2 separate regions of the Mus musculus genome follow, and region 1 is linked to region 2. Evidence: chromatin contacts called from public HiChIP or PLAC-seq data. All regions are on one chromosome and are shown on one strand. Each heading gives the region's core, a stretch centred on a gene start, on an enhancer-like site or on the middle of the called end of the contact. The rest is flanking DNA. Distances are from core to core; before and after follow the strand shown.

Region 1 (4,307 bases), core at 1,463-3,962, 150 kb after region 2:
TCCACATAGATATTAAAATTTCCAAATATGTCCTCAGATGTTCAAAATAAATGCTTAGCATTTTGCTAGCATACTTAGAAAAAAATATATAATAATCAACAAAAAGGATTATCTACATTTGAAAATATTATAGTGGAAATATATTCTGTCCTTTAAAAGTACTTAACATTAATAAACCAGAACACAAAACTTAACTCCATAATAAACATTAATTACAGAGTTATTTCCAAGTAGTAATAAAAGGCAAATGACTTACACAGACTTTACATCTTTTATCTTCTTAATGAGAGATTCTCTCTTTTCCTTGGCTTTCTTGGATAAATTTTCTCCTTTCAGTGTGTCTGCCACAAATGTTTCAACATCTAAACCATGAAATATAAAAACAGTATACAAATTATAGAAAAGAACCTTTCTGTGTGAAGACAAATAGGTCAGTGATTGTTTCTACACTTAAGTGTTAATATCTGTGCAATCTATGGTAGTTATTTATCAGTCCAAAGCATAGCAGTTGAAGTACAGTTAAAAAACTAAGTTGGACAAATCAGTTCACCACTTAGCTAAATAAAATCTGTATATTGTACGCATGCTTAGCACAGCACATGCTATTCGGATGTTTGACATCATTAAACTAGGAAGAAACACACAAGTTTTAATAAACTACCATGACCCATAACACAAATTCTCTTCTGCAAAGCAAGCGGAAAGCTTTTATGCGCGTGCTACTGTCGCTTTATAATTATTTTTTAAGTTGCCCTAAGAACCAGTCACAGCATTTTATAAAGATAAGCTAAAAGCCTCTGATAGCACTTTGCTTTCCCCAGTATCATCTATTTTCAGGAACACATAATATCTAATGCTTAGAAGAAAAAATTAATCCCCTTTTTTTCCTAATCAAGATTCTCAAAAACTATCCTCCTCCTTGCTACCTGCCCCACCCATGCTGGCTACCCTCAAGTGAGAAGACACCCAGTTGTCCTTTGCTTCCCACCCTGCTCTTAGCTACCTGGAATACCATAGTTGAATAGAGAAGTGAGAAAAATGGGTTCTTCTACTATGAAAAAATACAGAGTCCAAATATAGCTTTGTATAACATTTCCCACAGCCTCTTCTGAAATTTCAGTAAACTCCTAAATATTGTGTTGGCTGACTCCTCTCCTATAAAGTTCCACGAAGTCTTTGCTGCTTTGACTCCTAGACATCCATTATTATTGTTCATAAAATATTGGATAGCTTACTGACACATATTTTATTTTCAGAATTTCATGGCTCACTTTAAAATATCTCTTAGAGAATTACATTAAAATGTTAGACAAATCACCCACAGCCCACACCAGAAAGATGTGTGACTTACTTTCTTTTTCCCTAACGACTTTGTCTCCTAACTTACAGTGATAAAAAGATCAAAATGTAATATTACACATAAGTACTAAAAAGTGCAATAATCTCAATTGTATTCATATTTAACCATTTAAAACCTACTATATAACCTAGAATCTAATCAATTTTAAATTCCTGATTATAGAAAGTATTTTGCTCCAATGAGGAACATGGATGAAGCTGTTACAGACTCACAATAAACGCATATTTTTTTGCTAAGCCAATAATACAAGGAAAAAATAAGATTAAAACATGAAACAATCTCTTAACAGCAAGTATATGTTAAAAGTAAGTATCAAACGAAATGAAAGCAAAATGTCCTGGCTCCTCTTTCCTTCTGTGGCCCCTAAAATATGGAGGAAAGAGGCAGAGGCAGAGGCAGAGGTCAGCAGACCTGGGACAAATTCTCATGTGGGTTCAAAAGAGTAAAACTTGAAGCAGCAGCTTCTACCCACAGGAGTAGGAGCAGGCCACCTCTGGACAAGCCGACTGTAGCTGAAAGAGATCATTGGCTTCCCTAGTATCCATCCATACAGTAACTTTTTAAAAGTGGACAAGAAGTAGCAGGCTACTGCAGCGAGCCCTCCCCAACCCACCCTATACTTGCAAGACTCACAGACACATAGACTGGTGAACAGTCGGCTTAATGTTATTTTCATTCAATGTTTGTCTTTAATTCCCTCTTCCACGAGTATTTAATTGCCTATTTTACATTTTCATTATGCAATCCCAGTTTAAACAAACAGGATCTATTTTCTATCTCCGTAAGCAATAACAGAACAAATTACTGCCCACGAGTTATTTCTTTAAAAGGTCATTTCAGTTTTATAAAAACTCAGAAAACCACCACAAAGACGCTGCATGTTCAACTTGCTGTTTCCTAAAAGCCTACCCAATGTGTCTGGAAAATGGGACCCCATCCCTCTATTTTGAGAAAACGTTTTTTTGAAAAAGTGCAGGAAAAACCCGAATTTCTCAAGGGGAGGCCTAGGTATGGAAAAGGTCTATACTTTTAAAGCGACACGTTTAATATATTTATTCCCAAGCTTTTTCCTAGAAAATGCTTTACTGTTAGGACGAGTTTTCCAAACATTGGCTTTCTCGATAATTCTCCAGAAGGATACAGGGAACAAACTGCTTTGCTGGGGGTGGTGTTTAACGAGAATTTTAGCTGGGAAAAGCTGCAATAATCTGGATTGTTGGTTGCCAATAGACTTGGTTGGTATTTAAGCTTTTGAAGTCTTAAAATATACAGTGAGTCAGATCTAACGGATGAAGTACGCCAGCCTGCGCTGGCAGCAATAGCGGTACTGCGCAGCTTGCCGACTTTTCTCCCTGGCGCTTTTGCCAGCCCTGGAACAGGGATCACGGACCAGGCTGTCCTGGGGTGCCCCAGCCTTGCCCCCCAGAAACCAGCCCAAATCCAGCCTGCCTTAAACCTCCGGCTCTTGTCCACGTAGCTGGGAACAGAGAGCTGGGCACAGAGCAGCTGAGTTTGGGACAGCCACGCTAGACAAATGGGGCTGGATCTGTGGCTTTGTACCTCAAAGCCAGAGTAATATTTCAAAAGGCAGCAATAAAACTCTTGGGTAAATCAAGCGCTCCTCTGGCTGGTTGGAAAAGAGATTTGAAGCTTTTTATTGTGCTCTAAATAGCCCTGCAAATGGTGAAATAGCCTGCCGCGGTGAGCTAGCAAGCCGCCATGGCCCTTTTTTACCTTCCTTTAGAGGTCGTGTCCTCCTGTTCATATGTAGATTTCCCTGACTCCTTTCTGTAATTCCGGGGAACTGGTAATTTGACTACAGGAAAAGGTCAGCCTGCGCAGGCTGGCCCCTAAGCCCAGGGACTGAGACTCCCTTTTTCTCCGAAAGAGAGGTTTTATTTTACCCACGGGCGCCAGCCACGAAAGAGCGGGATTGAGGGGTGGGAGGCGGCTACTGGGCTTATGCCAATAAGGCCTGGAAAAGAGGGTGCCACCAACGCAAAAGACCGATGGGGCACCATCAAAGGCCGCAGGTCACACAGCCTGCATCTAACGGAAGCATCACCTCCACTCCCATGGGCATCAACTGCAAGGTAGCCACAGGAAAAAGTTATCTCGGTCACAGTAAACGGGGTGGTAAGTTTTTGCTCCTGTTACACCTTAACTTTGTCAAGAGTAAGCCATCCAGTGGGAACAGCTGTAAAAGTCTGGGGCAAGGCAGCTGACAGATCAGATTTACAACTGCTTTGTCCATAAATGTTAAGGTCTGAAAACACAATGAAAAGATGACGTGTTCTGAGAGCCCAGCAATCCTTGTGCAGCTACATCAGAGAATCACTCAGCAGACAACTGACCCCTGAGAAGTGAGCACTTAAACACCCTGCCCACTGAGTCTCCTTTCTGTTTTCTTTTTCTTTATACACGTGAACCCCTAGAAAAACTGCCACCCTGCCTTCCTTTAGACTGAGTGAGGACAAGTATCACACTCACACACACACACACTCACACACACACACACTCACACACACTTTTTTTTAAAACCATCTTCCATGGTAATCCAACAGTAAAAAGGTACAGGAACAAAAGTCTTCCAATGATAAACTCCTCCACGAGGCAGTCAGAATTCAGCACCTGTCCTCACAAACCCCTACTCTGGAACAGCCTAGAAGACCTGCAGCCTGGAGGTGAGAACAAGGCAACCTCCCTCTTCTCTCTACCTAACACACACACACACCTCTGTGCTGACCTGAATCTGCCTAAAGGAGAAAGCAAGAACTGGCTGGGGGGAGCCACCGTTTGCTGAGTCTCACATCAATAAAATAACTGTAAAGACCAACCCTGGTCCCCCAGATGGCTTTACTATTTAACCCCACATGTCTCCCTACTTTATGGTGGGAACCAGATTTTACTTTGTTCAATGAGCTGTCAGTCACCCCAACTTAATGTG
Region 2 (4,266 bases), core at 991-3,490:
CTTGAGGACTTGTGTGTGCGTGTGTGTGCGTGCGTGCGTGCGTGTGTGCGTGTGTGCGTGTGTGCGTGTGTGTGTGTGTGTGTGTATGCCTGTCTCTGCTGGGGGAGGAGGCCTGACTCTGCAGCTTTGCCACAAGCACAAGTGTTTCCTGTGCTCATCCCCATTGCAAATGTTACGGGTTGATGCTAACCAAGGGTTTGACTGGAGTTATCTACAGCAGTGTCTCCTCTCATCTGGGGGCTGTACACATCCAAGTTACTATGATCATCACAGGACTTTTGAGAAGTCAGAGGGTAGAGGGGGTCTTTTGTTTGTTTGGTTTTGTTTTTGTGGTTTTTTTTTTAAAGCACAATAATTATATTATAATTGGACCCGTGAAACTTTTCCTCTTAGGATTTTTCCTTTATTGATTCCCTTTAATACAGGATGATACTATGTAGCCCAGACTGGCCTGGGACTTTTGATATTCTTGCCTCTATCACAGCCACATGCCACCACACTTGACTCTGAAATTCTTATCAGATCCACCCAAGGTGAAATTCTACAGGGCTTTTTTCTAAGGTACAGGGTGGGAGCTGGCTCCTCTGACATTGCCTGAGGGTAATGAAGGCAGTGGTAGCTTAGGGTGCTCGGAAAGAGGAGCTACATGCTTGCTCCAAGCTCCTTGAGCCACCTGTGCCTCTCACTTGAAAAAGTTACATAACCTTGAACACGTGGCTAAGCACAGTGCTATAGCTTGATGTTGCAGTCACCTACACTTTTGCTACACTCGGTAACCGACAAACCCGGTGCCCAGCTGCTAAGGCCTCAGGAAAGAGGACCGGTTGCGAAGGATTGTGGCTGTTTGGTTTTTGTTTGTCTGGGTACAAAGATCAAGTTCTTTTTTTCCCCTCTTCTTAAATCTTAAGTCTTGACCTACTGTAGGGTATCAAGGCAGTTCACAGGTGTTTACTGGAGACCATTTGCCCTGCTCCAGGCTGTACCACATCTCATGGCTGTACCTAAGCAACAAGAGTAGACTCCACCAGTAAAGACAAACACTTTAAAACAAGCAAAGGGAGCCGGGCTACTTGTGAAGGGCTAGGGCCAAAGTGTTTCTCCACTGACAGAAAATAAAAAGGCCCACATGTACCGACTTTACCTACAGATGGCTGCAAAGTGATTCTCCTCGCTACGCTCCTATGTACTGTATGTAATTATCTGTAATTGAATTACAGTTAAAATAATCAGTTTAAAACCAAGTATTCACATCAACTACTGGACAACCAACACCATTTTTCATTAAAAAAACAAAAAACAAAAAACAAACCTGTCATATGCCGAAAAGTGGTCAAAATGGGGTGGGGTGAGCGGTGGTTAAGTGCAAACCCCACAGACATGGGAGCCATGTGCACGATGCTTACTTCTTTGAATAAATTCAAATGACAGCCCTATTTCATTTCTTCATTCGGTTTGGAGGCCAGATGGCATTAGCATCATTTACTTCACCTTGTTGTGCTTAATTACTACAATCAACACACTATTCTCCAAATTAATCATAACAAAGTAATTTCATTAGTAACACAGCAGGCTGTTGAATTATTAGCATCATAACAGTTTGCAAACAATTAAACTTTATTTGAACCTTAAAAATTTGCAGAGTGGAACATTATTGTAAGATCTAATGGCAACAGAGTACAAATTCAGTACAGAGCAAACCATCAAGCAAAATGCTATATAAAATATGACTTACAATCACCTTTCAGAAAAATTAGCTCTCTAACTGTTCATAGAAAAACAAATAAAAGCTAGGCAAACATAATGAGAACATAACAATTAGCATATTTTCTAACAAGCCCTGTTGTTTAAATTCACATTAATGATGTTATTATGATCTTGAAGAGAATGTGATGTACTGTCAAGGGTAGAGAGAAACTTCTTCATAGCACAAAGATGAGTTTATCAACTCAACAGAAAGCGCACTTAAAGCACAGGGAGTGGCAGGTTTTCTCATCTTTCCCAATTTTAAAGGCCTTTGGTTCCAGTCTTCTATCTCCCATGTATATTCACGTTTAGAAAAGAACAAAGGCCACACACGGCTCTGGGAAGAGCGGCCTCTGTGCTGGAAACGGGGGCCATCCGTTGGCAAAGGACTCCCTCTCCTGGATTAACTGGAAAAGAAGACGGAAATCACACGGCCTCTCAGTCGGCTGTGGTGGGGGAGGGGTTCCCAAGTGGGTCCACGTGCAAACGACAAGCTGCTGCCATCTGCTGGCCACTTAGGTTAAAGGCACAACCCCGTAACCATAGGCTAGGCTTGGCTTTTCAACCATGCTGGCTCTGAAAGATGAACCACTGAATTAATTTCTGCCTGTCTAACTTTTGCCAAGATGATTTCAACCTATTTAGATGACACTTTAGTAGGAAATGAGTAACTGTACAAATGTAATTTCTGAAAACTTGAACTATGTCTACATAGGTAAACAGGATTTTTTTCTTTGACTTTGGAAAATGAGTGATCACAACATACATAGTATAACAGTAAAATAAACACTCTACTATTGCCTGTAAATATAGTTTTACATAAATAGTGGAGATTTAAAAAATATTATCAGCCCATTTGCATTCCGACCTGCAAAATTAGGCAAAAGCTAGAACCTGCACTAGAATGATTCAATAGTAGATCCCATTTACTCCAAAATATCTAGTCACTGGTGCATCTGAGACAGAGTAAGGCTCTCCTGCCGTCTCTAGAGATGATTAAAAACACCCCAATTTTAACTATATATGAAAGAGTCAGGATTCTGCAACCCTTACCCATGCATCAACAGCAGTATCAGAGAGCAAGTCAGCCTTCCCTTCACTCACTGCTGGCTGCCAACTGCTGCCATCCCGCAAGAGTCTGTCTCTTCCGTTTGGTCCAGAGCAGCGCACAGGAGTTTCGGCCAGGACTGCTACTTAGCGGTGGGATTGTGATAGTGCAGTGATAGAGTCAGAGAGGTCAGCGAATACCTGCCTGCCTCGGACTCTGAAAACATGCCCAAGTTGTTTATACCATTGTATTAATGGTAAATGGGCTTTCTTATGAATCTTTGATTTCATTAAATTTAAATAAAATTATATTAGAAAACACTGGCAAGCCCATCATCAAATTAGGATACTGAAGGGCTTTCAGCAACCCGGCTCTGGTTTGATCTGTGCGCCAGCGGACAGCAGGCTGCCACTTTCCCTCTATCTGTAATTCAAGCACCGGTTTATTCTTTCTTACCTACAGCAGGTAAACCCGTGAGTCTATACAACTTCTTTAATGAAAACATGTTATTACTCTATGAAGAATAAAATACCAGGCTAAGTCATCTCTACAGCTTTAAAGAAGTCTTTATTATTGACTCAAAATGTACAAAGTCTAGGAAATTATTTGTGGCACTCTAAAAATAACTTACACCCAGCGACTAAGAGAAACAGCAACCCTCACCGGCGCTTCAATGACTAAGATTCACGTACAATCACAGTGAATTCTACCATACAAACCAAACGGGTAAATTAAAACTAATTATTATTTGCAAAACAGCAACAGGTCTTATCTCTACTGCTTGTATCTAATGTAACCCATCACTGCCTGCTCAATCTGACATCAGAGTGCTTTAGTGCGTGACTACATCGAATGGCAGCTGAGGCAGGAATGTTCACCCAAAGGAAGGTGGCTCCGAGCAGGCACTCAGGCATTCCATGTTCCAAGGCACTTGCAGACAGACACAAGACTTCTCTGCAGGCAAAAAGAGAAAGCTACATTTAAGTTTTCTTCTTCAGTAGAAATGCTCTTTATTTATCCTGCTTAGAAAGAAAAAACATTTTTACTCAAACAAAAGTGAAAATTTGCTCAACGGTTTTCAATTAATTTCCTCAGGAAGGCCATAAAAGTGGCATTTTACTAGCTAGGAGGAGGTTTACGAACACAGCTGGTTATTATCAAAGGAACTTTAAGTAATCTGTTCACTTCCAAAGTAAATTCTCTAGAGTTATTTTTAAAAATTAAAGCTGAAGCAAAACAAAATAAAACAAAAATAAAAACAGATTTGGGGCACCATACTTATGTTATCAGAAAACTACAAAGACTTAAAAAGGCAAAGACACAAGGAAGAGAGCAAGAGAACATAAGAGCTATTACAGAATATTGGATTAAAATGTACTTACCCAGACTCTCAAATATCATACATCTCCATTAGGTAGGCTTTAGGCACCAAGCCAATGGCTCCCTTCATCTCTCCTACCCACCAGCCATATCTA

Evidence for each region. HiChIP or PLAC-seq counts read pairs in DNA pulled down with a chosen protein or histone mark.
Region 1: a contact with region 2 is called in an H3K4me3 HiChIP or PLAC-seq map of bone marrow-derived macrophages, with 2.0 times the contacts expected there. The contact joins two enhancer-like sites. A contact is called at or near these places in 4 of 39 promoter capture datasets (cranial neural crest, hippocampal neurons, macrophages and 1 more), 1 of 15 datasets of contacts at CTCF or cohesin (the NIH/3T3 cell line), 11 of 484 Hi-C or Micro-C datasets (the 3T3-L1 cell line, beige adipocytes, common lymphoid progenitors and 8 more), 8 of 115 datasets of contacts at active chromatin or transcription factors (bone marrow-derived macrophages, differentiating embryonic stem cells, embryonic forebrain and 4 more) and 3 of 9 other capture datasets (adipose tissue, embryonic stem cells and liver).

The regions. Positions count from the first base shown.
Region 1 is chr6:52,003,394-52,007,700 of GRCm38.p6, forward strand. Skap2 (src family associated phosphoprotein 2) reads right to left here. Exons shown (of 13, transcript NM_018773.2): 2 at 257-362. Among named protein-coding and RNA genes, the nearest start is that of Skap2, 7.0 kb to the right of the region's middle. Within about 2 kb of position 2,713, at least 68 of the 459 cell types and tissues checked have an H3K27ac peak or open chromatin away from gene starts, as enhancers often do. A contact at or near this core is called in bone marrow-derived macrophages, where this site is marked.
Region 2 is chr6:51,855,826-51,860,091 of GRCm38.p6, forward strand. Skap2 (src family associated phosphoprotein 2) reads right to left here. Exons shown (of 13, transcript NM_018773.2): 12 at 4,174-4,266; 13 at 3,340-3,745. The coding sequence ends at 4,182. Among named protein-coding and RNA genes, the nearest start is that of Gm38811, 150 kb to the left of the region's middle. RefSeq lists an enhancer at 1,410-2,789. Within about 2 kb of position 2,241, at least 38 of the 459 cell types and tissues checked have an H3K27ac peak or open chromatin away from gene starts, as enhancers often do. A contact at or near this core is called in bone marrow-derived macrophages, where this site is marked.